Regions from separate parts of the Mus musculus genome. Here regions 2, 3, 4 and 5 are each linked to region 1. Evidence: chromatin contacts called from public Hi-C and promoter capture Hi-C data. All regions are on one chromosome and are shown on one strand. The core of a region is the stretch at or near the end of the contact, and the rest is flanking DNA. Distances in the headings are between cores, read along the strand shown. Region 1 holds the start of Neu2 (neuraminidase 2). Region 2 has its middle 10 kb from the start of Hjurp. Region 3 holds the start of Ugt1a8 (UDP glucuronosyltransferase 1 family, polypeptide A8). Region 4 holds the start of Spp2 (secreted phosphoprotein 2). Region 5 holds the start of Nppc (natriuretic peptide type C).

Region 1 (2,700 bases), core at 20-2,519:
AGCCATTTCTCTCAAGGCAACAAGACATTGGTCACTAGCTGAGATAGCAGAGTAGCCAAAACTACAGGAATCCCAAGTCCAGCTCCCTGCAGCTGATGGCTTCGTGAATATCCCACATATTGGTCAAGACAGGAAATAAGAACCTTCTATTGCTATATCCAGCTGAGTTTTCTCAACCGAGTCACAACATACTCTGGCTTCTTGGCCACCAAGCACACAAATCTGGAGGGTTCTGAGGGTAGGGTCTTTTGTCCTGAAATGGTCCCTGAGCAGGAGGAGCAACATCAGTGGGGCAGCAACACAGGGGCTGTTACTCCATAGCTGTGAAGTCTCCTCCCTAGAGCACACCTTAACCCTGAGGTTTGAGCCAACAGCACACGGAAATCACAGCACTTCACAGTCTACACATACATTTACAACCAGGGCGAGCACCATGGGGAGTGAGTGCCCTGGTCTTGGAGGGCTCTGCAGTTACTTTAACATGAGGCTTCTGCCTCTCTCTGATTCTTTATCGGTTTTTGGCAAGAGGCCCTGCACGTTCCTGTTGCACAGGGCCCTGTAAGTTATTGACCTGTCCTTTGCAGTACATTGTCTCCCTAGTCTCCACAGCTGGAGGTATAGGAGCTGGAAAGAGGGGTCACCCTGCTTCGTGCTTCACAGATGTTGAAACACGCTGGGCTGGGAGAATCACTAAGCCAAGATGGGCTGGGAGCTCACAGGCATAGCCAGGACCTCATAGGTACTGCTGGAATCTTGCAAGGGTAGCCAAGTTCTCCTTCCCATGGACAGTCTGGCTGCCTTCTCTTTCCTAGTTCTTCTCAATCAATGCTTGCAACACTCTGCACTTCCCCAGCAGTGACCTCTCTTCTACGGTTTCCTTGATCTCATTTCATTAAAAAATAAGATAAAATAAACATATATTTTGCTCACCTGCCAGCCAGAAGTTCCTGGGTGTTAGGCCCCCTCATAAGTGCTTCAGTTTCTTCCTTTCCCATCCACGGTCCTGTCCGGGCACCTCAGTGCAGGTCTGTGTGTCCCCCACATAAGCACACAAGCTCCCTACCTGTCCCTGAGTACTATAGCCTGGAAAAGCCTCCCTGGGAAACATTCCTGACCTTCAGACCTGCCTCCCTATAGCTGGCCCCATTCCTGGGACAGGCACTTCCTGTCTGGGTGTTTACCTTGCTGGGTGCCCTGCACCTAGGCAGGGAGCCAGACACACCTCCCTAGGAGCCAGGCAAAAGGGGAGGTGCCACTGAGGTGCAGGTTGACATGACCCAAACGGCCCCTGGCTGCAAGGTAATATCGGAAGTTGACTAAGAATGGACGCCCCACCACTGACTGACCCGCCCCCTGAGTCTGAGATTGGGTAAGTGTTTATGATCCTCTTGGGTTCTGGTCACTTTTGTGTTAGTATGTGTACACGTGCACACACACGTGGAAGTCAGAGGTGAACACCAGGTCTCTCTCTTATTGTTTTCTGTTTTTCTTATGGAACCCAGGGCTCACTAATTGGCCAGGCTACCTGATCGGCCATCCTCCGAATCTTACCTGCACCCTCCCCTCCTGTCTCAAACTTCCCCTGTGGGGGTTAAAGGAGCACGCCACTGTGCCCCTTTTTTATGTGACAGTTGTGAATCTTCTCAAGTCCCAGTGCACATATGCCAAGCGGTTTGCCAACTAAGCCAGCACTTTTAATCACTGCTTTACATGGCCGTCAGGGCTCAGCTTGACAGCTCCCAGGCAGGGGACACCAGCTGCTCTATTCGAGAGGTCTTAATCAATTGTTACTATTACAGTGAATTATGATTAGTGACGGCTTCCTTCTGCCTGGTGCTTACTGCGTGGCAGGCACTGAACTAAGCAGATTGCATAACCTCTCTGTGTAGCCCTGAGCCCTCACTACAAGTTGAGAATCAGGTGCATTTTAAAGATACATATGTTCATAGATCATCTTGCCCAAGGCCACATAGATAGTAAGCTGCTCCAAGATTGAAACCCATCCTAGCTGGTACCAAAACCTTGCCTCTTAACCCATTGCTTTCATTTCTCAATGCTAATAGCTACACTGCCCATATTTATGTAAGCCTCCGATGAGCTATTGTTTTTTGTGACCTACCGCTGGTAATAAATTAACCCAACCGGTACTGCCAAGAAGCAGGGCATACTTATACTCTAGGTTTCTGTGAGTCAGGAATCTGGGCAGGGCTTGGCCGCGTTCTTTGTTCAGGGGCTCTCACTGGCTGGAGGCAAGGTGGCTGAGGGCCAGAACGCCTCTTTACAAGGCTGTGTGGAGAAGGCACACAGGCCTCCTGGGTTGTTGGCAGGCCTGCACGCCTCCTTGGGGATTGCTGGACTGAGGGCCTTGTTTCCTGCTGGTCATGGCTGGGCAGCTTGCTCTGTTTTGTTTGTTTGCCTCTCTGCCATGACACCTTGCTTCATTGAGGCTGCAGAAGATTCCAGAGATCTCTCTCTTCAAGGACATGGCTGTGTGATGCGCTCCACGTGAGCACGCTCAGCTATGGAAGTCAGATGTCTTCCTTGAAGAATCTCCACTTTATTTATTGAGGCAGGGTCAGTCATTAGACCTGGAACTAGTCAAATCCAGCTAGTCTAGCTAGCTAGCTTACTGTGAGGATCACCGCCTCTGCCCGCTGAGTGCTGGGAACAGCCAGGCCCACCTAGCTTTTGTGTTCTGGG
Region 2 (2,700 bases), core at 16-2,515, 710 kb after region 1:
GATCAGGAGTTCAAGGCCATCCTCTGCTACACAGCAAGTTCACAGGCTAGCCCAGAATACGAGAGGCTTCGACTTAAGAAAGAGACACACATGTGCAAAAGCTAGTTCACTATTCAACCCCAAAGTGTCACAGAGCAAATCCCATGCTGGGAAGCACGCGATGAGAGAGAAGCATGCGCTGCCAGGCATGCTAGGCGTGTGAGAAGATCTACGCATCACCTGGATGGGCACGTGATGGCTGGTAGTGCCAGTGATGCCCTGCAGACTACGGGGTGCTCTCATTCTTTACACCAGGAAAGCTGGCTAGCACCACGGGAGGAGAAAACAGAAGAAGATGAAGAGAGAGATGCATGGTGGGAAAATTTCCTGGGTCTCCTAAAGTGGGAAGGTTTCTCAAAAGAACGACACGCAGCTAGAGAGAATCCGGTGCAACTCTTGGCTGAGCCCTCAGCAGATGGGGAGAGGAGAGTGAACAGCAGAAGAAAGAAAAGGTAGAAAATCCTGCTAGGGGCCTGGAGCCAAAGAGGATCATGGGAGCTATAAACTCTAGTGCAGAACTCACAATTTTGATGCTTGGATAAACCCTGATGAGGGTGACCTGTTCACTGTCAAGGAAGACCGTGCCAAATGCCTGCAGGCTGTGGTGCCCTTCCGACCCGCCCCACGAGTCGATGAGGACCTCTAAGACAGTAGCGTCAACCCTCCCGAAAGTCAGTGAGCCCCTGCTGCCTCAGCCACAGGTTTCAAGGGAGAAGTGAAGGAGCATTGCGTGTGGTGCTAGCATTTGGAAGGTGCCTTCTGAGTGGCCAGCATAGTTCCCGGGGCCTGCAGCAGGGTAAGTGCTTTAAGCCATTCCCGGCTGTAGGGTTTGCACACTCATCCCAAGGAAGGGCAGAGGAAAGCATTTTTTAGGATATCCACTCTGGTCTGGATGAGAAAGGCAAAGGGTCTTCTAGGTCAAGACCGCAGACCTTGGAGTGTGAGAGAGAGCAAAACAAACAAACAAACAAACAACCCAGTCTTCCTCCCCTCAGAGTCAATGCTGAGTGTTTATAGCATAGCACAAGTGAATTTGGGGGCCGCCATTGGTATTATCTGGGGTGAGGATGAAGTGGCTGGGAGGACAGAAGATGGCTAGAGTGATTCAGTTAACATTTGGAGCCAGATTGGAGAAATGATGAAACAGCTAGCTAATCATTTATTTGACTGTCCAGATATGCTACCTTTTTGAGAAATTTTATTGGCTGAAACTAGAGAGTGATTAAGAGTGTCGGTTTCTCTTCCAGAGGACCCAAGTCTGATTTCAGTTTCCATTTCAGTTGAATATTCACCCCATGTAGCTCCAATTCGAAGAGTTCTTGTGCCCTCTTGTGGCCTCCATGGGCACTGCATGCAAGGGCTCATACCCTGCAGAGACACACATAATTAAAAATAAAATAAACCTATTTATTGGCACGGTAAAAGCAAACCATAAGGACTGCTTCAAAGCTGCGAATGCCTGAAAACTTCAACAAGTGTTCTCTCCCCGAGTTCAGCAGCATGAGGTCTCAAAAGACAGCACTGGTTCCCCGGTGACCAAGGCTGCCATGTTGGAGCTGGAGATTGACTCAAGGGAAAGTCATTCTCTGGACAGTGCACATAGACAGACATGTCCTAGAGATGCTAATTCTCAAATGGCCAAAAGGCCCCGCCTTTCAGTTATGGTGTTATAAGTATCCATTTGCCCATTAGAGCCATTCACTGAAGAACTGTGGGAAAGCCCAATGGGGCAAAGCAGGCAGAAGTGGGCCTGTGCTCTTAGGCAGGAACTCCTGTGGACCTTTGCCTTTTGCACTTTGAACTCTGCAGTCATTAATGCTGGAGTTTAGTCGATGACAAAACAAGCCTTATCAAGTCAGCCTAAGAGTTGGCTGACCCCCAGGAACATTGGTCTCAAGTGGTTAACTCCCCTATCAGGGTAGTGATCCCTTTGCAAACAGAAAAGCAGATATTTCATATTAACCAGTGCCAGCAATCAGTGTCCTCCATGGTTTCTGCCTTCACTTTCTGGTTTGAGCTCCTACTCTGACTTTTATTTTAGGATGGACCAAGACCTGTAAGCTGAAACAAACCCTTTCCTCCTCTTAAGTTGCTAGTGGTCATGGTGTTTGTCATAGCAACAAACACCAGGCTAGAACAGCTGTTCTCACTGCTTTCGCCATCCCTCAGCCTCTCATATATTCATCTGTTTGCTTATGGTCATCCCCTCCTCAACCCTACCCCACCCCTGAAAAGAATGGCCAGGAAGCCCCTTCTCTTTCTGTGCCTTCCTGCTTTGAATGGTGTCTGGTGTAGGGGTAGAAACAGTGATATTTCCTCAATGAACAAATGAATGCAAACAATATATTATGGGCTGTTCTAAAATAGGATTGTAAGTCTTGGAAATACATCTGACATTAAAATGCTCACGAAACATTAAAGTAGGACAGAGAAGATGTGAAATACACAGGCGTGAGTGGCCTGCTTTTAGAACATGTGCCCATGTGGCTCTTTCTTCTCCTGGGGCACGCACTGTGGCTGTAACTTTTGCAGTTGAAGGTGTTATGACCATATCAGTGTAAACTTCTATTTCTTCACAATGCTGTGGATGGCAGATTTGTCTTTCTTCTGTTAAGTCTTAGCAACATCATCCATACAACTTTTTTCTCATTAAGTCAAGAA
Region 3 (2,700 bases), core at 119-2,618, 510 kb after region 1:
CTTTACTTGAATTTCATTAAGTTCTGTGAACCATTCATGCTTCCTGGACTTGTTTTCAATTGTTATGGTTTCAAAGTGAGGTCTTGGGGAGCTGTTAGTTTATTTTTCTTTGGGAGAATCTGAGCCTGAGTCTTCCTGAACCAGAAACTAGATGTCATACTAGCCATTTTTTGTTTGGTTGGCTTTATTTTGAGGCTGCGTCTATTATATAGATCCAGCTGTTCTGGAGCTTGCTATGTCCACCAGGCAAGCCTTGAATTCACAATATCTACCTGCCTCTGCCTCCCTAGTACTGGGATTCAAGACATGGCATGCTAGCCATTGTTGAGTCTTCAAAAATGATCACCTGAGTGTTTCCCAGTCACCAAGGTAAATAGATGACTAAGTATATATCTATTAAAAGTGACATTTAAGGTAAAAAGGGACAATGTTTGGAACAAACAAGGATCAACCCCCTCCCAGGATGACTATACAATTTCTTGCTAAATGTACCTTATTACCTGATATATACCACTAAGCTATCCATGAAACTATATAGAAAACTTGCATGATGCAGTTGAGTCTAAAGACAAATTCTTTTTGTTCTTCTCCAGATAAGCCATATCTGGGCACTGTGCAAATAGGATGAATACACAAGGGAATCATATGTCCTGACTTCAAGGTGTACTCAAGGGACTGTGGAACAAAATGGCATAGATTCCCTTGGGGAAACCCACAGCAGAGGTCTCAACCTCTTTTTAGACTATGTGACATTGCATTGGACATATGAAAAGTAAGAGAGATGACAGTCACATGCCACCAGGTCCTTGACATGATCCATACTATAGCTGCTTATCTTAGCATATCCCAGCTTTCCAGGAGTTTAGCAATGGAATAAGAATTCTTCTGCAATGCCGAGACCAGCAGCATTGCTCATCTGGCAGAGTCTTTTTACTGTCAGAAGGGTCGTGCTAAGAACCTCCCCATAGGCCTTGGGAGCAGAGGCAGCAATTCCCTTTGGGACACAGTGTAGTGGCCTAAAGAAAGTGTCCAGATTTTACTTTGGAACCAATTCTAAAAATGTGAGATTCTTTTGACACTTTCTTTCTTCCTCTTGGGAAAACGTTTGGATATAGAGTCAAGTGTATTTCTTCATAACAATTTCTAAACTCATGTTATGTGATTCTGCCCAAGAAAAGGGTCATAGGCCCTTCTTATCAGAAAAACAAACAAGTAGGCATCTCAATAATGGCTCAATTGTTATTGTTTTCAAAAGTCAGTCATTGTCAGGGAGTGTACTTTCTTAATGAAGGTGAGTCCACGCCCTCCTCTGGGGGGAGGCTTTCTAGATTCCACAAGCTTTCCTCTTCCCAAATTAGAAGAACACACAGTCCCAGCCCATGTATTCTCCTGGGCTGTGTTTCTCCCATGGCTCCTGCAGTTTTTCCAGCCTCTCTTCCTCTCCGTGTGTGCCTGCTGTTGGCCTTTGGCTTGGCCCAGGCAGGCAGGCTGCTGGTGGTGCCCATGGATGGGAGCCACTGGTTCTCCATGAAGATGATTGTGGAGAAATTGAGCCACAGAGGGCATGAGGTTGTGGTAGTCATCCCAGAGGTGAGTTGGCACCTGGGAAAGTCACAGAATTTTACAGTGAAAACCTACTCTGTTTCTTACACTCTGGAAGATTTAAGCCACCACTTCAATTTTTTTGCTCACAAGCAATGGGAAAATCGAGAAGTAGGAATGTTCTCACTACTGAAGCATTCAGGCAAAGGTTTCTTCCAAGTACTGTTTTCACACTGTAGGAGTTTGTTTAACGACAAGAAGTTAGTGGAGTACTTGAAGCAGAGATCTTTTGATGCTGTGTTTCTGGATCCTTTCGATGTGTGTGGCTTAACTATAGCTAAGTACTTTTCTCTCCCGTCCGTGGTCTTCAGCGGTGGGATATTTTGTCACTATCTTGATGAGGGTGCCCAGTGCCCAAGTCCTCCTTCTTATGTCCCCAGAATTCTCTCAAAATTCGCAGACACCATGACTTTTAAGGAGAGAGTGTGGAACTATTTCTCCTACATGAAGGAACGTGCATTTTGCCCCTATTTTTTCAAAACTGCTATAGAAATTGCCTCTGAAGTTCTGCAGACCCCAGTGACTATGACAGACCTCTTCAGCTCAGTGTCCATTTGGATGTTTCGCACTGACTTTGTGTTGGAGTTCCCCAGACCTGTGATGCCCAACATGGTCTACATTGGCGGGATCAACTGCCACCCGGGAAAGCCACTTTCCAAGGTACATCATTTTTCCTTAAGCAGGTGAAGAGAGTCGGCTTTGGATGACGAAGCCATTCATTTGTTGTCTTTGGGTTTTGTTGTTGTCCTTCCAACAGAATTGCAGTAGTGTGACTTTTCACCATGCTTGTTGATATGTGGGTGTACCACTGACATTCTCATAATCACCAGGCTGCATTCATCATTGCTTTTGGAAATAGACGGAAAAACACAGTAAGAAATGAAGCTTCGGTTTGCTCATTCCCGTTCTCTACCTCCCTTTAAAGAGCACTCTGGAGTTTTGTGTGCTTCCCAGGCTCGGGGAGGTAGTTCACAAATAGTCCTCAGCTGTAAACATCCAAAGCTGTGTCCTTAAAATAAGGTGCAGCGTTAGCCTGGACAAAGGTGTCTTCACCGTCCCTTTTCACATTCCAACAATTGATGGTCTTCACTAAAGTAA
Region 4 (2,700 bases), core at 2-2,501, 830 kb after region 1:
GGATGAGAAAGAGGAAATGACCTTGGAAAGTAATGCATCTTCATTTACGATGCAGCCATAGCCCATCGGTTCTTGCTCAGTGTGTTCCCAGGTACTCCTGTTAAATGGTCTGTGATGTACTTTATATAAATTTCCAGGGACTGTGTGCAGGGCTATACAATGCTTCACTTACTGCCACCCAATTTTGAATACTTTGACCGAGTATTTGGGGGCTGGAATAGCAGAAAATCACTGGGATGATGGAGGCACACATTTCTGCAAACCGGAGGAAGAACAAGAAATCACCATAGCATGAGCGTGACTGGATGGCTTATATTTAATCTTCTGGGTTTACAAGACATGATGGAATTCTGCAGGGGCATTTTAAAAGTCATTGCTTTCTAGCTTCCATCAGAGCCCACCCTGCACGCCTGGTGCTAACACTTAATTATAGCCAAGAGAATCTGAGAAATGCAGTGGTCCCCCCCTCCCTCACCCCAGCAAACGTCAAGCAAAATCAATAGCTCAGTGCTGGCAACAGGATGCTGTTGTTCCCTTCATCTCCTCCGCTCATCTGCAATTGCTTTTATTACTGCAGTTCATTTAATGAGTCCAGAGCGTTTGGAGCCAGATGGTGACATTAGTTCAATCTGGAAGACTCTAATGGAATTGAGTTCAAACCAGGTTAAAAGTAACGGAATTACAAATTCCAGTGGTCATTGTCTTGTGGTATTACGCTCTGGGTACTTGTTATACACCAGAAGTTAGCGCCAGCTTCAAATGAAAGACCTGAAAGACAGTTGAGTGAGACCTGGTGCACTCATACACTCACTCATCCGCTGCATGCTTCATTACTCTCCCTATCACAAACACGGCCATTGTGGTTTCTGAACCATGGCCTCTGTAGTGGAGGTGGCAGGCAGAGCTAAGCCAACAGGAAAATCACTCCGCGTGAGTGCAGTCTCTAGGAAGGGAGGACTCTGGCATTGAGAGGTGGAGGGTGAAGGATTTTGAGGACCTGGGAAAGGACTAGATGCACAAGCTTTAAAGTCACCGTTTTGTTGAGTCCACAATTATGTCCCCTCCCCCAAAGAACAAAATGCAAAGAGAGAAGATAAACATTATACAGGGAGACCCAAGCCTCTCTGAATGTCTCCTGCTGTGGGATAAAGTCCCTCGGAGAGGTCCAAACTTCAAAAGTGGCCTCAGTCTGGAATTTTTCCACAGGAAAAGTCAGCAGTAAATATTGACACCGGAATCAATCATCTCTACTGAGGTTCCAGATTGCTCCAGCCAGCCAGGGCAGCTAGGTCACAGGTGACAAGAATAAGACAGCCACCCTCTGAAAGAGCTGTCATCCAGAAGCCTGGAGAGAGGCCGTCTCCCTGACTCTGGGTCGCCATCCTCTCAGTATGGAGCAGGCAATGCTGAAGACGCTGGCTTTGTTGGTGCTGGGCATGCACTACTGGTGTGCCACAGGTAAAGGACACATGCCACCGCTGGCCACCTGCCCTAGGTGATCACAGCCCTCTCGGTGCCTCATCTCTCTCTCACTGTGGCCTGTGTGTTTGCTGTCTAGGTTTCCCGGTGTACGACTACGACCCTTCCTCTCTGCAGGAAGCTCTCAGTGCCTCAGTGGCAAAGGTGAACTCGCAGTCCCTGAGTCCTTACCTGTTTCGGGCGACCCGGAGCTCCTTGAAGAGAGTAAGTGAATGGAGATACCTCCCTGAGCCATTTTTTTACCACCCCCGCCCCCGTCTTGACTTCACCTACTTTGTTGAGTAGATTATTCTTCTGTTTACAATGATCACAGTCTGTCCTCTTCCATGCTGACTTTTTGGACTGAGAAGAGATTTAATTACATTTTGTTGTTGTTGTTGTCCCGAGGCTGTCAAAGCTTCCTGGGACATCTGATTCTTCCCTCTGTGTTTTCCCTCTGACCTCGGCTTTTCTCTGTGTGTGTCCTGGTTTGGGGTGAAGATCCCAGAAGTCCTTGTGATGCTGTTTGATTGGGAGGTGCTGCCTAATGAGAAAGAGACTCTCTCCCCACTCAGCATTGGGCTACCAGTGTTTATAGGAAAGAAACGCTGGCTTCTGAGTCCATGAAACCCACCCACTCTGGTGGACTTGATAGTGCTGTTTCCCGATCACCTAGAGAACTTGGGAAAGAGACATTATCTCGGGCTTGCTGTGACTCACTGTGGCCAAAGTGAGGGGGAAGCAGAACAGGATCATAGAGAGGCCTTTCTCCTTCCTGCTCCCTGAGGAGTCTCTCTGTCTTCTTATAGGCTTAACTGGGCTAACAGGGAGGTAGGGACAGACATGAAGAAGAAATAGGACTGACAAGCTCATGGAGACATGAGTAGAGCCTTGTGGTCAGCAGCCACTACCTCCACACAGAGGCCACATGGCCGCTCCTACTGGCTGCTCCCTTTTCCACCCTATTCTAGGCTACCACCTCTTACTTACACTCAGCTACTCCTCTCATACTCAGCTGCTCCTCTCACACTCAGCTGCTCCTCTGCTCCTCAACAGCATACACACTTCATTCTCCCAGCTCAACTGCATGTAAAACATGTCCCTTTGGTCCCCTTTTGCAGACACTGGTTCCAAGTTTTCTTTCTCCCAAATGCAAAGCAAATTTCATTGCTTTGGTTGCCTTTTCTAGCTGGATAACTGGGTTGTGAAGGTGTAGACTGAGCTAGAGTGAGCTGCCAGCCC
Region 5 (2,700 bases), core at 11-2,510, 900 kb before region 1:
AGTGGTGGGTTTGGAGGCTGGGACTGCATAAGCCTGTCTCTATTTTTCTAGAGGAAGCCAGATGGAGTACTCTAAGGCTGAACCTGGTCTCTGACCTGGCCCGTGTTCACTTTTTTGTTGTTGTTGTTTTTTAAATCTGTAAAATGGGATATGTGAGGTGGCAGGCAAATGTCTGGGTACACTTGATCCCATGCCTAAATTGGTTGGGGGAAGGTCACAGAACATAGGGATCAGGGAGGAAACCAAACAGTCTGCGAAGGACAGTGATAAGAGCTTGGCTCTCTTGGGTGCAGAGCTAGGCGAGCGGGGAGCGTCCGATGGTGTTACTTACCGCCGCCAGGGGTAGCTGCACTAACATCCCAGACCGCTCATGGAGCCGATCCGGTCCAGCTTGAGGCCAAAGCAGCCTTTGGACAAGCCCTTCTTGTTGCCGCCTTTGTATTTGCGCGCGTTGGGGTGCTCGTGCAGAAGGCGGGCCCAAGCAGCCCGGGACTTGGTGTCCACACGCAGGTCCCGGAGCAGTCGCGATCGGTCTCCCTTGAGATTGGCTCCCCCGCTGCCTGGAGTCTTGTCACCCTTTTTCTGATTGCCACCAGCTGCCTGGGAATCCGCCAGCTCCTCCCCTGGCGGGGTTCTCGGGACCTGTCGGAGAAAAGAGTGGACAGGTGAAAGAGTGCACCGATGTAGCATAGATGACTTTTACGGGGCCCAGAGTGGCGTGGCCCTTCTCAGCCATGAGCGTGCCTCCACCGATGCGGGACAGCTGAGTCCAGCATCCACCTGCCACGCAGCCTTCTTGCCTGCTCCTCCGGGGAGCCCATTGCTCTTCCCGTGCCGCAGGTCATGCTGGGCACATTGGGGCACGGGAGGTGTGCATGTGTCGACATTCTCCCGAGGCTGGGAAATGAACCCGAGAAGTCCCCGCTTTGAGGGAGCAAGTCCGAGGGGGTCTGCCTTTCCGGGTTCTCTGCTCCCTCCTGCGCACCACATCTTTCCACGCCCCTCACAAGCCCAGCGTCCCCGCGACAGCACCCACCTTCGGTGGTGTCCCGGGCTTGGCTTCAGAGGGCCGGAGCGAGAGTAGCGCGAGCAGCAGGGCGCAGGCGATCAGCTGGGAGAGGTGCATGGTGCCGATGGGACCGAGGTGTGCAGACGGTCTGCAGCCGGGACTGCCGGTGAGCAGTCGGATAGGCGGATGCGGAGCAGGATTGCCAAGCGAGCACAGGTCCTACTGCTGTGCGGCGCCGGCTGGGTGCGCTCTGAGTCCGTGGCTCCGCTGGAGCCTTTATAATCCAACCTGCCGCTGATGTCATCTTCCCGCCCACCGGGCCTCCAGGGCCAATGGCACAGCGCACGCGGCCGAATCGACGGCCCGGAGGGGGCCGGGAGGGGGCCGGGAGGGGGCCACGGGGGCTCCCTCTTCTGCTCCAACCCACATCCCACCTCCGAAGGAGCCGGCGGCTCGGCTCGCTGCGCTCAAAGCCACAAAGCGGCGCGCAGAAAAGAACTCCATTTGTAGAATGCGCTTCGCCCTAGTACTCAGGCTTCTAGGCGTCCCTGCGCTGTGTATCTGCTGCTCCTGATACGTGTCTGTACTCCTTCTGCAGGTGCAAAGGCTTAGAAGAAATGTCCTTTATGCAAAGTTACACAGGTTGAAAGTTGGTGCGGCCCAAAATCTACACAGATCGCTCTGTTTCCAAACTCTTCACAAATGCTGCCACGCGCTAGCCAGGGTGGAAGGGCTGACCATGTCTACACGCTCAAACATGGGGGCGGCAGAGGATGGGGTTAGTAGATCCCAGTGGGAAGTGGAGGGAGAGCTTGAATGTTGTAGCTGCAAAGGAGACTTGTAAGTCTCGGATACCCACGAGTGAGAGGATGTCATCAACCCACGAGTGTGAGCCAGGAGTTTGTGTGTGTGTGTGTGTGTGTGTGTGTGTGTGTGTGTGTGTGTGTGTGTGTTGGGAGGTTAGGAGGCAGGTAGCTTTCCTTCAGTGATGTACTGGCCCTTCCTGAAGGTGGAGATGTCCACTTTAGTGTCCTGAATACCCTAAGAAACTATGGGCAGTACTGGGTTTTAACCAGCTCCAAGCCTCAATAGGCCATCGCCATTGAGTTTGGGGTTGTAGTTGCCTTCTGGCTATAGGGACCGGGCCACTTATTTCTGCTGCACACAATTCCTCGCCTTGACCTGGAATCTTGGTCCATCGGACTCTAGGGAGCTCTGCAATTTAGAGCCACGAGAGAACTTGTAGTTTCAAGAATGGAGTGATGTGCAAGAGTTTGTGTCCCTTCTCCTGAGCAGGATGCAGGCTTGAGCGAGGGAAATGAATGTTGGCAGGGTCCCTGTGGTCTCATGGAGCAAAGAGCCTGGGAGAGAGGACGAGAAGCAGGAGCCAGTTAGCTTCTTACAGAGAAAGGGAAGTGGGAAGAGAGGGTAGTGGGAAGACTGCTGGGATGGACATGGGTCTAGAGGACCCAATGCTTCTGGAGGATACAGAGGAAGCAAGAGTGTACTGAGTGTGCCGTCTACTTCCTCGTCCTTTCCTAGCATGCAACCCAAAGACTCCAAATGAGGACCACAAGCTCCTTCCAGCCTTTCGTTTGGGAAATGACTCACAGGTGAGGTTTGATTTGAGTCAGCATATTGCCCAAAGAAAGATCTAGACATCAGTTTCAAGTCCTTTGTCAGTTCTGGAA

Evidence for each region. Promoter capture Hi-C pulls out the DNA fragments that hold promoters and counts their contacts. Hi-C and Micro-C count contacts between places; a contact is called where the count stands out from the background. Capture Hi-C pulls out chosen DNA fragments and counts their contacts.
Region 2: a contact with region 1 is called in a Hi-C map of liver, with 4 times the contacts expected there. The contact joins the enhancer-like site here to the promoter of Neu2 in region 1. A contact is called at or near these places in 2 of 39 promoter capture datasets (both in liver) and 1 of 484 Hi-C or Micro-C datasets (liver).
Region 3: a contact with region 1 is called in a promoter capture Hi-C map of fetal liver, with 5 times the contacts expected there. The contact joins the promoter of Ugt1a8 here to the promoter of Neu2 in region 1. A contact is called at or near these places in 16 of 39 promoter capture datasets (the C10 cell line, HPC-7-derived erythroid cells, cranial neural crest and 10 more) and 2 of 9 other capture datasets (adipose tissue and liver).
Region 4: a contact with region 1 is called in a promoter capture Hi-C map of liver, with 2.6 times the contacts expected there. The contact joins the promoter of Spp2 here to the promoter of Neu2 in region 1. A contact is called at or near these places in 5 of 39 promoter capture datasets (the 3T3-L1 cell line, hematopoietic stem and progenitor cells, liver and 1 more) and 1 of 9 other capture datasets (adipose tissue).
Region 5: a promoter capture Hi-C map of liver shows a contact between it and region 1, with 2.9 times the contacts expected there. The contact joins the promoter of Nppc here to the promoter of Neu2 in region 1. A contact is called at or near these places in 3 of 39 promoter capture datasets (embryonic stem cells, liver and pre-B cells) and 1 of 9 other capture datasets (liver).

The regions. Positions count from the first base shown.
Region 1 is chr1:87,572,758-87,575,457 of GRCm38.p6, forward strand. Neu2 (neuraminidase 2) reads left to right here and starts at 1,270. Exons shown (of 4, transcript NM_001160163.1): 1 at 1,270-1,369. It also overlaps a transcript of Ngef not described here.
Region 2 is chr1:88,286,401-88,289,100 of GRCm38.p6, forward strand. No RefSeq gene overlaps it. Among named protein-coding and RNA genes, the nearest start is that of Hjurp, 10 kb to the left of the region's middle. Within about 2 kb of position 1,266, at least 19 of the 459 cell types and tissues checked have an H3K27ac peak or open chromatin away from gene starts, as enhancers often do. A contact at or near this core is called in liver, where this site is marked.
Region 3 is chr1:88,086,460-88,089,159 of GRCm38.p6, forward strand. Ugt1a8 (UDP glucuronosyltransferase 1 family, polypeptide A8) reads left to right here and starts at 1,369. Exons shown (of 5, transcript NM_001378375.1): 1 at 1,369-2,262. The coding sequence starts at 1,408. All of the region lies in intron 1 of Ugt1a10 (UDP glycosyltransferase 1 family, polypeptide A10), which reads left to right. All of the region lies in intron 1 of Ugt1a9 (UDP glucuronosyltransferase 1 family, polypeptide A9), which reads left to right.
Region 4 is chr1:88,405,759-88,408,458 of GRCm38.p6, forward strand. Spp2 (secreted phosphoprotein 2) reads left to right here and starts at 1,252. Exons shown (of 8, transcript NM_029269.3): 1 at 1,252-1,458; 2 at 1,559-1,683. The coding sequence starts at 1,392.
Region 5 is chr1:86,669,313-86,672,012 of GRCm38.p6, forward strand. Nppc (natriuretic peptide type C) reads right to left here and starts at 1,261. Exons shown (of 3, transcript NM_010933.5): 1 at 1,037-1,261; 2 at 332-642. The coding sequence starts at 1,126. The coding sequence ends at 352.